Regions from separate parts of the Mus musculus genome. Here region 2 is linked to region 1. A link is a contact called in public HiChIP or PLAC-seq data. All regions are on one chromosome and are shown on one strand. The core of a region is the stretch at or near the end of the contact, and the rest is flanking DNA. Distances in the headings are between cores, read along the strand shown. Region 1 has its middle 21 kb from the start of Smim14. Region 2 holds the start of 4930480C01Rik (a long non-coding RNA gene).

Region 1 (5,210 bases), core at 106-2,605:
AGACACCCCAGAAGAAGCACCAGATCTCATTACAGATGGTTGTGAGCCACCATGTGGTTGCTGGGATTTGAACTCACAACCTTCAGAAGAGCAGTCAGTGCTCTTAACCGCTGAGCCATCTCTCCAGCCCTCTAGCCCAATTTCTAATCAAGACTTTGAACAAAAGTACACCATGACAAATTTTAAAATGTACACTTCCACAATGCACTCAGCAATTCAAAGTGAATGAGAAAGGGAGGGGCACTGAGGTAGTACTGAAAAATGTGAAGTCAATAAAACAGGCATAGAAACCAGAAAGCTGCAAGAGGCAGTAAGGAGAAGCAGGCAGAGGGAAAAAAACAAGAGAAAACAAATGACTGGGGACTGATTTCTTTGCCACGGTCCTTGGCTGTGCTGTACCAAGAAACTCATTTATAAAGGGAGAAGACTAGAAATGCATCAGGATCGGTGAGGAAGGAAGACAAGAATGAGGGGTTGGGTTCCCATGGCTATGCAAAGCTGTTTTGATTGGTAGGAAGGAAGCAGTGACTGTGTCTGCGCACCTCCTCAGGGGAGACTCAGGGGTTGAAGGGATGCTGAAGGACGGTAAACTGAGCTGGCATGGGTTGTTTGATTTTAGTAACTTGATTGTCTAGACAGGGTTGACAGGGATGTGTTTCGGGATGGCTTTGAACTTCCATGGTAAAGGACAACCTGATCCTCCTGCCTTTATCTCCCAAGATCTAAGATTACAACACTGTGCCACCACAGTCTATTGTCCCACCACATCTAGTGCTTGGTGGGCTTTTTGTTATTGTATTTAGTGTGTGCATGCACACACCACTGCATCCCAGCACATATGGGGTTTTGGGAGTTGGGTGTCTCCCTCCATCATAGGGATCCCAGAAATCGAACTCAGATTCTCCGGGATGTCAGAAAGCACTTTTATCCACAGAGCAGTTCGGTGACCCAAGTGATGCATTTTTATTTGTTTAATTGTTGTTTGATTTTTTTTTCTAGTGGGTGTAAGGGGTGTCTGTGTGACCATATATGGGTGTGAATGGGCAGATGTCCACAGTGGCCAGAAGAAGAGCTTGGATTGTCTGAAAGAGCAGCAGGTGTCCAAACTTTGAGCTATCTCTCCAGTCCACTTGATGCACATTTTAAAAAGGTGCTTCTCTCTCTCTCTCTCTCTCTCACACACACACACACACACACACACACACACACACACACACACACACACACACACACTCGGGGAGCCAGAGAGCTGTTTAGGATATGATTTAAGTTTCAGGAAGCGTCCTGTGGTTGACATCTGTTCATCGGTTACTCTTTGTTAATCACCTTGGGAAGGAAACAGGATCTGAAAGTCACTGACGTGTCCAAAGCAAATACAATATGTTTGGTGTGTAGCTGTGTCTCAGAATATGGAGAGAGTCATAGTTGGGGGTCTTGGGAAAGTATGTGAACTGTGTCACAAAGATCAAATATTCCAACTAGATGATGGAGCATTGCACTGGAGGTTGAACCATCTGGGCAGAACAGTTCCTCAATAACCAGTCTTCTGTCAAACTGACATTTCAGACAATCAAGTCCTACTTCCTTTTCAAAGACTTATTTAAAAAGTGTCTTTGTGTACAGTAGGGGAGAGGAGGCTCCTGAGTGTGCCACAGCCCATTTCCTGCTGAGCCAGTTCTACTCCTTGCCTGTGCAATGAGTGACACAGAAGACCAGTAGGTGCTGACGATTGAGCCAAGCATGTAGGCTACCAGCCTCTTCCACTCTCTCCAGCTCTCACCTTTTATTTCCACATAGTACAGGCTAGACTTGAGCTCATGATCTTCTGCCTAAAGCCTTTGAGATTTATTTTTTAAATCTTTTTTTTTTTTGAGTCCTCTTTCTCATCCCTTATTAGGAGGAAGGAGAGATCCAAGGAATACAATTTGAAGCTAGTGTCCATCTGAGTTCATGGGGAATTCCCATCGCCAGTTAGTTATTCTGTAATGGCCTCAAGCACTTTGCAGGGACAGAAGAAAAATCATAAGGAACCTATTAACTGAACAGGGTCCTCATGATGACTAAGAACACATTGTTCAGTGTGAACTTAGTGTCTGATGTCTTTTTAAAAAGTCATTAAAGCGAGTCCTTGTGAAGTAGATTTATATATGACTATTAGTGTAACTGCATACAGAGTTAAAGTCCAGAATGCCAGAATGTTACTAGAGACCAGAGGTTTTTAGACCTTTTAGACTTTTGCAGAAATTTTCTTTCTTTCTTTTTGGTAAATGGGGCATTTGTTTTGTTTGGAAGTTTGCTTGAGACGGGGGTTTTACTAATATAGCACTGGCTGGCCTGAAGCTGGCTACGTGTAGACCAGGCTGGCCTTCAACTCACCAAGATTTGTCTGCCTCAGCTTCACAGATGATGGGATATGTGCTACCATGCCCAGCTTAAAAATGGTTTTTGTTAGCATATATGGTGAAAAATTCTTAAGAAGTCTCTCTCCAAGAGCAACAGATTAAAATTAAGAACACAGTCAACTTCAGTGATGTGTACTGGCTTTTCTCCACTCTTAGAGGTTCTGTTCTGAAAACCACAGGACCTCCACTAGGGCTGATTGAGAAGACCCAAAGGAAAAGGATGCCCACGGACAGGAGAGTTGTACATCTGAGTGCGGTGAACTAGATAGAGGCTGGCTGTTGTAGGACAGGATCATGGCCAGGAGCACAGTGCTTCATGGGTGTAATAAAGGGAGGTCCCAAAGGACTGGCAATGAACTCTTGCTGGCTTCCCTTCAGGAATGCAAAGTGAAGTTCAAACTAGCAGTTAGGTTAACCCTTGCCTCGTCTCTATTATATTTCCCATTTGTAAATAATTGTCTGATGCCCTCTTCTAACCTTTGGGGACACCTGGCAGGCACATGGTGTATCATATAGACAAAAGACTCATACATATGTGTGTGTGTGTGTGTGTGTGTGTGTGTGTGTGTGTGTGTGTGTGTGTGTGTATGCTGGAGAGATAGCTCTATAGTTCTTGCTGTTCCAAGTGCTGGGATTAAAGGTGTGCACCAGCTCCACAGTTAAGAGACCTTACTGCTCTTGCAGATTTTGGGTTGGTTCCCTGCACCCACATGGTGGTTCATAGCTTCCTGTAACTCTACCTCCAGTAGATCTGAACTCTACTGGTATTGTACACACATAGTGTACAAACACATGTGAATAGCACATACACATAAAATTAAAAAGAAATCTAAAAACAAGTTATATACACATAAAATAATAAATATGTATTTTAAAAACTGTTTCCTTGGGCACTGGTAATGGAGCATACCTTTAGTCCCAGCATTCAGGAGGCAGAGACAGGTGGATCTCTGAGTTCAAGGCCAGCTTGGCCCACACAAAGAAACCCGGTCTTGAAAAACAAACAAACAAACAAAACCAAAACAATAAAAACTGGTTCCTATTCTAGCCCCACATGTTTGCTTGTTTGTTTATCTAGAGGCAGGACTGCTTTGTATCTGTGGCTAGCCTAGAACTTTTTTTTTTTTTTTTTTTCGAGACGGGGTTTCTCAGTATAGCCCTGGCTGTCCTGGAACTCACTTTGTAGACCAGGCTGGCCTCAAACTCAGAAATCTGCCTACTTCTGCCTCCAGAGTGCTGGGATTAAAGGCGTGTGCCACCATGCCCAGCTAGGCTAGAACTTACTATGTAGATCCGTGGCTTCCAACTTTCAGCCTTTAGCTAACAGGCAATTCTCCTGCCTCTGCTTTCTGAGGGCTGGGATTATAGACTCATGCCACTGTGGTTTGTGTCAATCATATAGTAACTGAAGGGAAAGGCTGGTGTCTTCCTCCCTTCTGTCCCATCTAGGTGTGTGGAGTAGGCAGATTTATTCATTTATCAATATAGAGGCCAGAGGTCAACAATGGCTGCCTTCCTTAGTCACTTTTCACCTTATGTTTGTGACAGATTCTATCACTGTCTAACCTAGGTTTCTGTTGCTGTGATAAAGACCATGACCAAACTTGGAGAAGAAAGGGTTTATTTGGCTTACAGGTCATCAGGGGAAGCCAAGGCAGGAAGCCAGGGCAGGAACCTGGAAGCAGGAACTAGAGCAGATACCATGAAAGAGTGCTGCCTACTGGCTTGCTCCCTATGGCTTGCTAAGCCTGTGTTCTTTTCTTTTCTTTTTTCTTTTTTGGTTTGTTTGTTTGTTTGTTTGTCGTTTAAAATGTTTTCCTCTACCCTGTATAGGATCTAGAGTGTTGAGTTTTCTTTTTCTTTTTTTTTTAAAGGTTTATTTATTTTTTATTTATGTGAGTACACTACAGATGTCTTCACACACACACTGGAAGAGTGCATTGGATCCCACATGGTTGTGAGCCACCATGTGGTTGCTGGAATTTGAACTCAGGACCTTCGGAAGAGCAGTTGGTGCTCTTAGCCTCTGAGCCATCTCTCCAGCCCCTTTTCTGTGTGTTTTAAGACAAATTTTAACTATGTATCCCAGGCTGGTCTCAAATTCACAACCCTCCTGCTTCATCCCCAGGAGTGCTAGAATGAGAGGCATGTCTATCCCTAGTTCCTCCTTGCATCCTCTGCAAGGTGGTGACATTGGAAGATGCTAAAGAAAGAAAGATGCTAAAGAAAGGAAGATGCTAAAGATTGAAAGAGCTTGAGTGACTTCACTGAAGAGGAAAGAATCAAAGCCCAAGGGCTCTGGTGAAAAGTTTGGTTGTAGACTATGGGGTGATGATGAGGGGGGATGCTCCTGGGGGGTAGTAACTGGGATGAGAAGCAGAAACTAACAAGGCATGTTATGGAGACAGAAGAAACAGGACGTGGTGACTGGAACAGAAAGGCATCCAAAACGATTTAGAGAAACCTAATGCAACCACTTCTGCAGATTTTGTGCCAGGCAGGGATCTTCTTCAATGTGTTTATCTTTTAATGAACCTGAATACAAGAGACAAAAGCTCCTACTCATATTGGCTAAACACATTGGCTAAGGATGATATTTGGCCCACAGATTTGAAAGGTGGAATAGGTTTTCAGATTGACCCACAGTGGCTCCAGTTCCATTTTCTAGTGATTCTCTGAACTCTTGTCTGCTTTCTTCCCCATGTCGACGTTTTTCCTTATGCTGGTATTGAAGAAAGCTAAAACTAGGCTGGCAAGATGGCTCAGAGTGTGACAGCCTTGTCCTGCAAGTCTGATGACCTGAATTCA
Region 2 (5,732 bases), core at 947-3,446, 440 kb before region 1:
CTTGGATTTTGTCTGGCTTGAGCTTGTGCAGATCTGGTGCAGGCTCCCACAAACTGTTCAAGTGTAAAACTGTTGTTGTATGTAGAAAAGAAAGTGTCTTTTGATTTGACATGTGTACTGTACCTGACGCTCCACCTGGTTCTTTCTCTGTTCCTGCACGACGCGTGAGGTAAGGCCTCTACTTTAAAACACAACACAGGAAGCCCTGTTTTTCCCTTTGTCTTCTCTCAGGGATTTACTTCCTGCCACCCAACATAGATTTTCTAATAAGAGGGGCCTGCTGCCCTCTTCCATGCTTCCATGTTGTACAGACTGTCCCTTAGCCAAAAACATTTCCCCTTTCTTTGCCCAACGAGCAAGGCCTTTCTCTTTCAGGGCTCATTTTGAAAGTCATGTAATTAAGGATGCCTTTTCCCCAATCTCCCCCTTGTCTCAAGGACGTTCTTGAAGTTACTGGTATATCAACCTAGCATTCCTACCTCTTCTTCAATCCCAGTGTTGCGTGATTTCTCTCCCCAAACCCATGCTGACCCATTTCACATATTGTCTTCACAGCTCCATGCCAGAAATATAAGAGGTAACCAATAAACACTCATGAAATACAGGACAGTCTTGGCCAGAGTCTGGACTTTCAGAGTGCCAACAGAGAGAGCCTCTCCCACAACACACCTCCTCAGGCAGTCTTGCTTGGCCTCCCGTGAACAGGAGTGCTGCCTTGTGTCCACCTTGGGGGACATAGTAGCTGCACTTTGGGACTTAGGCTATATTGCATGTGTGTCTGGGGAGGACCTGGTTCCCTAAAGGGCAGCCTTGAGAGGCCAGGTGTACAAAGGAGTAAAGGCTCTGCTAGAGACACCAGGTACTTGTTCCCACCAGCATCACACGCAGCTTGTCAGAGCAGATCCCTGCTTGGCCTCGGAGCTGGCAGGTTCCAGGCAGAATGGAAGAAGCTAAACAGATGTGGGCTCCACCCTAGATCCAAATCCAGAAAAACAGCCAAGTCAATATATGCACAAGACTGTAAGCTCCTGGGCAGAAGATTCCAGGTTTACCTACCTCAAACTGCAACACCACAGGAATCAAGGATTGTGGTGACCCTTTTTAAATAAGAATAAATGTTTGGCCAAGGAGAGGTGGCTAGAGACGTTTACAGTGTGAACAGACACTAGGAAGTCAGTTCTGTAAGAATTTAAAGACTAACCCAAACTTAGTGGCAGAGGCCTGTAACCCCAGTATTTGAGAGGCTGAGGCAGGGGGATCGTGAGTTTTAGACCAGCCTGGGCTGCATGGCAAGAGCCTGCCTATACAAACAACAACAAAACTCTCGCTACTCAATCTGTACTGAACACATTTATTGAAAGCAGAGCACAGGGCTCATAAGAGAATATTTGCTTTATCAGTGCGTTTGTGGACTGTCTGGAAAAAAAAAAGGCACACTTGTAAGCTAAGCTGTGGTAAACGAGTTAAGTATTGCCGAGGGAGTAGACCACAGGGGAATGGGGTTGATTTATCTTCCCGATGAGAGGTTAGGAAAAGAGGGAGTCCATGGAGCCCCAGGCTGGGATGTCACAGGAGGCAGAGATCACGAGTCTCTAGAGATTCAAGGGCATGTGTCAGTATCTGTTGGGTCCTAGAGAGACCTCATGGCAGAGGCCACCATACTGCCAGACAAGAAGCCAGAGAGAGAATTAGACTTTCACCACAAACCACTGAAAAGTCCCTGAATCCCCTCCAAGTGAATTACCCCTAACAAACCACTGACCATCTCCGGGCCACTGCACTACTCTCAAATGTTCTATGTCATCCTTTACTGGCCCACTAGGGGGCGTAGCTTCCAGCATAAACCTTTAAGGGAACACTCAAACCACATTCAAACTGAAGCAGGCTGCATTTGTCACTCAAGACCGTGAGACATGGAGATGTAGCTCAGTCATACAGTGTTTGCCTACCATACGGAAGCCCCCATCACTGACAAAAAAACAAGAAGAGTAGTGGATAAGCACAAACCTATGTAGGGTCAGCCTATGTACGATAAGCCCAGAGTACAAAGATGAAAACGTGCCTGTCCTGAAGAATTACCTCATAAGAAAAGGCCGAGTAAATACTAGTCCTTCTATTTGTCTGATTTGCCGTAACAAAATACTTAGGGCTGGATACGTTGTAAAGAAAGGAAGGTTATATAGCTCACAGTTCCAGTATCTTAGGCAGCTGCATCTCCTGAGAGCCTTTGTGTTGTGTCATAACATGGCAGGTGACATCACACAGTGAGAGAAAGAGAAAGAATATGAATCATGGGTGCGTAAGGAAGCAATAAAGTGAACCAAGACCAGCACCACCCCCCATTTCCCCCACCCCCTCCCCATCGCCCCACCCCCACTCCCAATCCCCCAGCTACATAGAGTTCCAGGCCATCTTGGACCATGTGAGATTCTGCCACAAGAGGGCCGAGCTCTGACACTATTTTTTTCAGAAACTCGCCTTTTCTTGCTGAAAATATAGTAGTCAATGTCAACAGAATACACTTCCTGGGCTGAGTAACGCCTTCTGTGGGCGCTTGGGGGAAGAACAAGGGCCCTGGAAACAATAAGGTTCTTGGCTCCGCCCCCTTCAGAGTCCACAGTGAGGGCCAAGGCTTTTATTGCCCTGGTTCCAGTTTTCAGTGTTTCCTCTCGATTAAAAGCCCCCTGGCTGCCCAGGATTGCCTGTAATGACAGTAAACGACTACAGAGACTGTGAAGCAATCTTTTCACATCTTAAGATGCAATCTGTCTGGCACAGCCCCTGGCGGCCTGAGTTCACGGCAAAGCTATTGTGGTGTGCGTGGGGGCATTGGCTTTGGCTCCCCCCCCCCCCTCGGTTTCCCACACCCTCTGAAATGACTGAGATTTCTGTCAGATTTCTCGCCTATGACAATCCTCATTAACTCAGTCATTTATTAGTAATAAATTAAAAAAAAATCGTTGGCAACTGTCTGCCCCTAGGGTCACAGTAACTCAAGTCCCCATGACCAAAACTGGGTGGCAAAGCTTGTTTCTCCTTAGCGGGTCTGCATTCATCCAGTGCAGTTTCTCGAAGACACGCACACACGCTGTAGCAACAATGGCAGTGACCATGAGTTCCCAAGCCCGTTGCCTAGAAACCACTCCTTGTTTCTGAAACTAATTTAAACATGAGAATTCAGCTTGTGACTCAGGCCAGCCATGCATGGCATGGTTTTCTCTCTCTCTCTCTCTCCTTTCTTCTTTCACATCACAAAATAATACATGCTTATTCCAGAAAAAAAAAAAAGAAAAATATGAAAACAAACGATCTAGAGGCACAAAAAGTCTCCTATAATCTCATTATCAGAGACAACCACTGTTGTCTCTTGGGGATATTTTCTCTTTATTTTTACTTTTCTTGGTTTTTTTTAGTGGTTTGCCTGTGTGCATGTATGTGAACCATATGTGTTCCTGGTGCCCTCAGAGGCCAAAAGAGGATGTTGGGCCCCTTGAAGTTATAGGCAGATGTGAGCCATCATGTGGGTGCTGAAAACCAAACCCCAATATTCTGCAAGAGCAGCTGGTGCTCTGAACTGCTGAGCCATCTCTCCTCCCTTTGGGGTATTTTCTTTTACGTCTCTCTTTATTATGCGCATGGTAGAGGCAGGGAGAGACTGAACATAGCTGACATTTGACAGTGAGACAACCTGTCTGTGGAGTCTCGTTTCTCCTTCCACCTTTATCCAGAACCTCTGTGCCATCTCTCCGGCCTGGAAATATTTTCTTCCTCCAAATTCTGAACATTGTTAAGAATAATTCTGGCATTTACATCAAGATTAATACTGAATTTACCTGTCTGACAAAATTTTCCAACTGTTTACTAAAATCTGCATCATATAGCAAGCTTATCTATCTATCTATCTATCTATCTATCTATCTATCTATCTATCTATCTATCTATCTATCTATCTATCTAACAGATCTATTTTGGTTATTTTCAGTCTATTACCATTTATAGTGCTGTCATGATCATTTTAATACAAAATATTTTTTTGTCCTTGTTTTCTGAGATACTTTTGCCATGTGACCAGGCTGATCTTGAACTTGCCATCCTCCTGCCCCTACCTCCCTAGTACTGGGAGTACAGTCTTGTGCTACCGTGCCTGACTATCAAAAAAACAAAAAGAGTTTCAAAGATCCTGAACATTGTATAGCTTTGTTTTTCTTTTTGTTTTTGTTTGTTTGTTTGTTTGTTTGTTTTTGGGTTTTTTTTTCAAGACAGGGTTTCTCTGTATAGCCCTGGCTGGCTGGCCTCGAACTCAGAAATCTGCCTGCCTCTGCCTCCCAAGTGCTGAGATTAAAGGTGTACGCCACCAGGCCAGCTGTATGGCTGTATAACCATTTTACCAATATTAAACTAATCTGTGCTTGTGACTCCGTGCTGTGGGTGGGGGGAGCACCAGGGACAAAACTGCCCCTCCAGCTCACCAGGCAAGTAAGTGCTCTACCGCTGAGCTGGGAATCCAGCCTCCCCAGCTTATCTTCACACGTAAGAATAAGATGTCTCCTGCATTTGTTAATTCATTGTATATGCAGTGGAGGGACATCTGTGCATGTCATGGCACAGGTGTGAAGGTCAGAGGACAGCTTGTGGGAGTCAGTTCTCAACTTTCACCATGAGGGCCTGGGCATCAGACTCATAGACAGCATCTTTACCCGCTGAGCCATCTCACCGGCCTGAGTTCATGAGATAACACGTGTGTGAACCTCAGGAGCCAGTTCATGCAGTTTGAGACAGGTAGTCAATTCTGGCTGCACCAAGCTAGCTGGCCAGCAGGTTTCCGGGCATTCCTCCTGTCTCTATCTCTCACCTTGCTGTAGTAGCACTAGGATTACAGATCCACAGTGGGATACAATGCCCTGTTCTGTGTGGTTTCTGAGACCCAAACTTAGGTCCTCATATCTGTGTGGTAAGCACTTTACACACCTCTCTCACATACACACGTCTCTCCAGCCTCATGTGTAAGATCTGTGTCAATAGCACGTTCAGGAGTAAGCCCTCGTTTTCCATGGCTAGCACAGCTCCCCTGAGGTGAATATGGCCGCCACAGGTTCTCTGTGATCATAGAAGCACGTGCATGCGGTTTGTTTGACAAGATACCTGGTTCCACCTTGCGTTTCTTTCACTTGCTCTAGCTCAGACATAGAATATTCCACAGGACTCCAGACTCTCAGTGACTGGGTTCCCAAACATGGAGCAGGTTTTACGTTGTACCTTCTATGTCACACCTTTGCTTGGGGGAACAAGGTGTGTCAAAGATAACAAATAGCCTTACCTGGATGGAGTTAGTATTATGGTCTAATCTAGAGGTCTTCAACATTTTTCTTTTTTTTCTTTTCTTTTCTATTTTTTTTTTTTTTCGAGACAGGATTTCTCTGTGTAGCCCTGGCTGTCCTGGAACTCACTCTGTAGACCAGGTTGGCCTCAAACTCAGAAATCCCCCTGCCTCTGCCTCCCGAGTGCTGGGATTAAAGGCATGTGATACCACGCCCGGCTACAATTTTGTGACCTCTCTGTACATTTCTGTTTTGAAAGCCAAGTTGAGAGTTAGAGGTTATTAAGGAGATATTTTTTAAACATAGATTGAAGTAAATGAGTTATCAGAGAAAGATGCTCAGGGAGAGATAAACATACATACATAATTAGACATGTGCATGCATACATGCATACACACACATATACACACATAC

What was found. HiChIP or PLAC-seq counts read pairs in DNA pulled down with a chosen protein or histone mark.
Region 2: a contact with region 1 is called in an H3K27ac HiChIP or PLAC-seq map of acute myeloid leukemia, with 3 times the contacts expected there. The contact joins the promoter of 4930480C01Rik here to the enhancer-like site in region 1. A contact is called at or near these places in 3 of 484 Hi-C or Micro-C datasets (the Ba/F3 cell line, cerebellum and myocytes), 4 of 115 datasets of contacts at active chromatin or transcription factors (acute myeloid leukemia, bone marrow-derived macrophages, double positive thymocytes and 1 more) and 1 of 9 other capture datasets (macrophages).

The regions. Positions count from the first base shown.
Region 1 is chr5:65,511,241-65,516,450 of GRCm38.p6, reverse strand. It overlaps a transcript of Smim14 not described here. Among named protein-coding and RNA genes, the nearest start is that of Smim14, 21 kb to the right of the region's middle. Within about 2 kb of position 1,355, at least 101 of the 459 cell types and tissues checked have an H3K27ac peak or open chromatin away from gene starts, as enhancers often do. A contact at or near this core is called in acute myeloid leukemia, bone marrow-derived macrophages, double positive thymocytes and 1 more, where this site is marked.
Region 2 is chr5:65,947,807-65,953,538 of GRCm38.p6, reverse strand. It overlaps 4930480C01Rik (a long non-coding RNA gene), which reads right to left and starts at 2,196. Exons shown (of 2, transcript XR_376988.3): 1 at 2,080-2,196; 2 at 1,332-1,661. It also overlaps a transcript of Chrna9 not described here.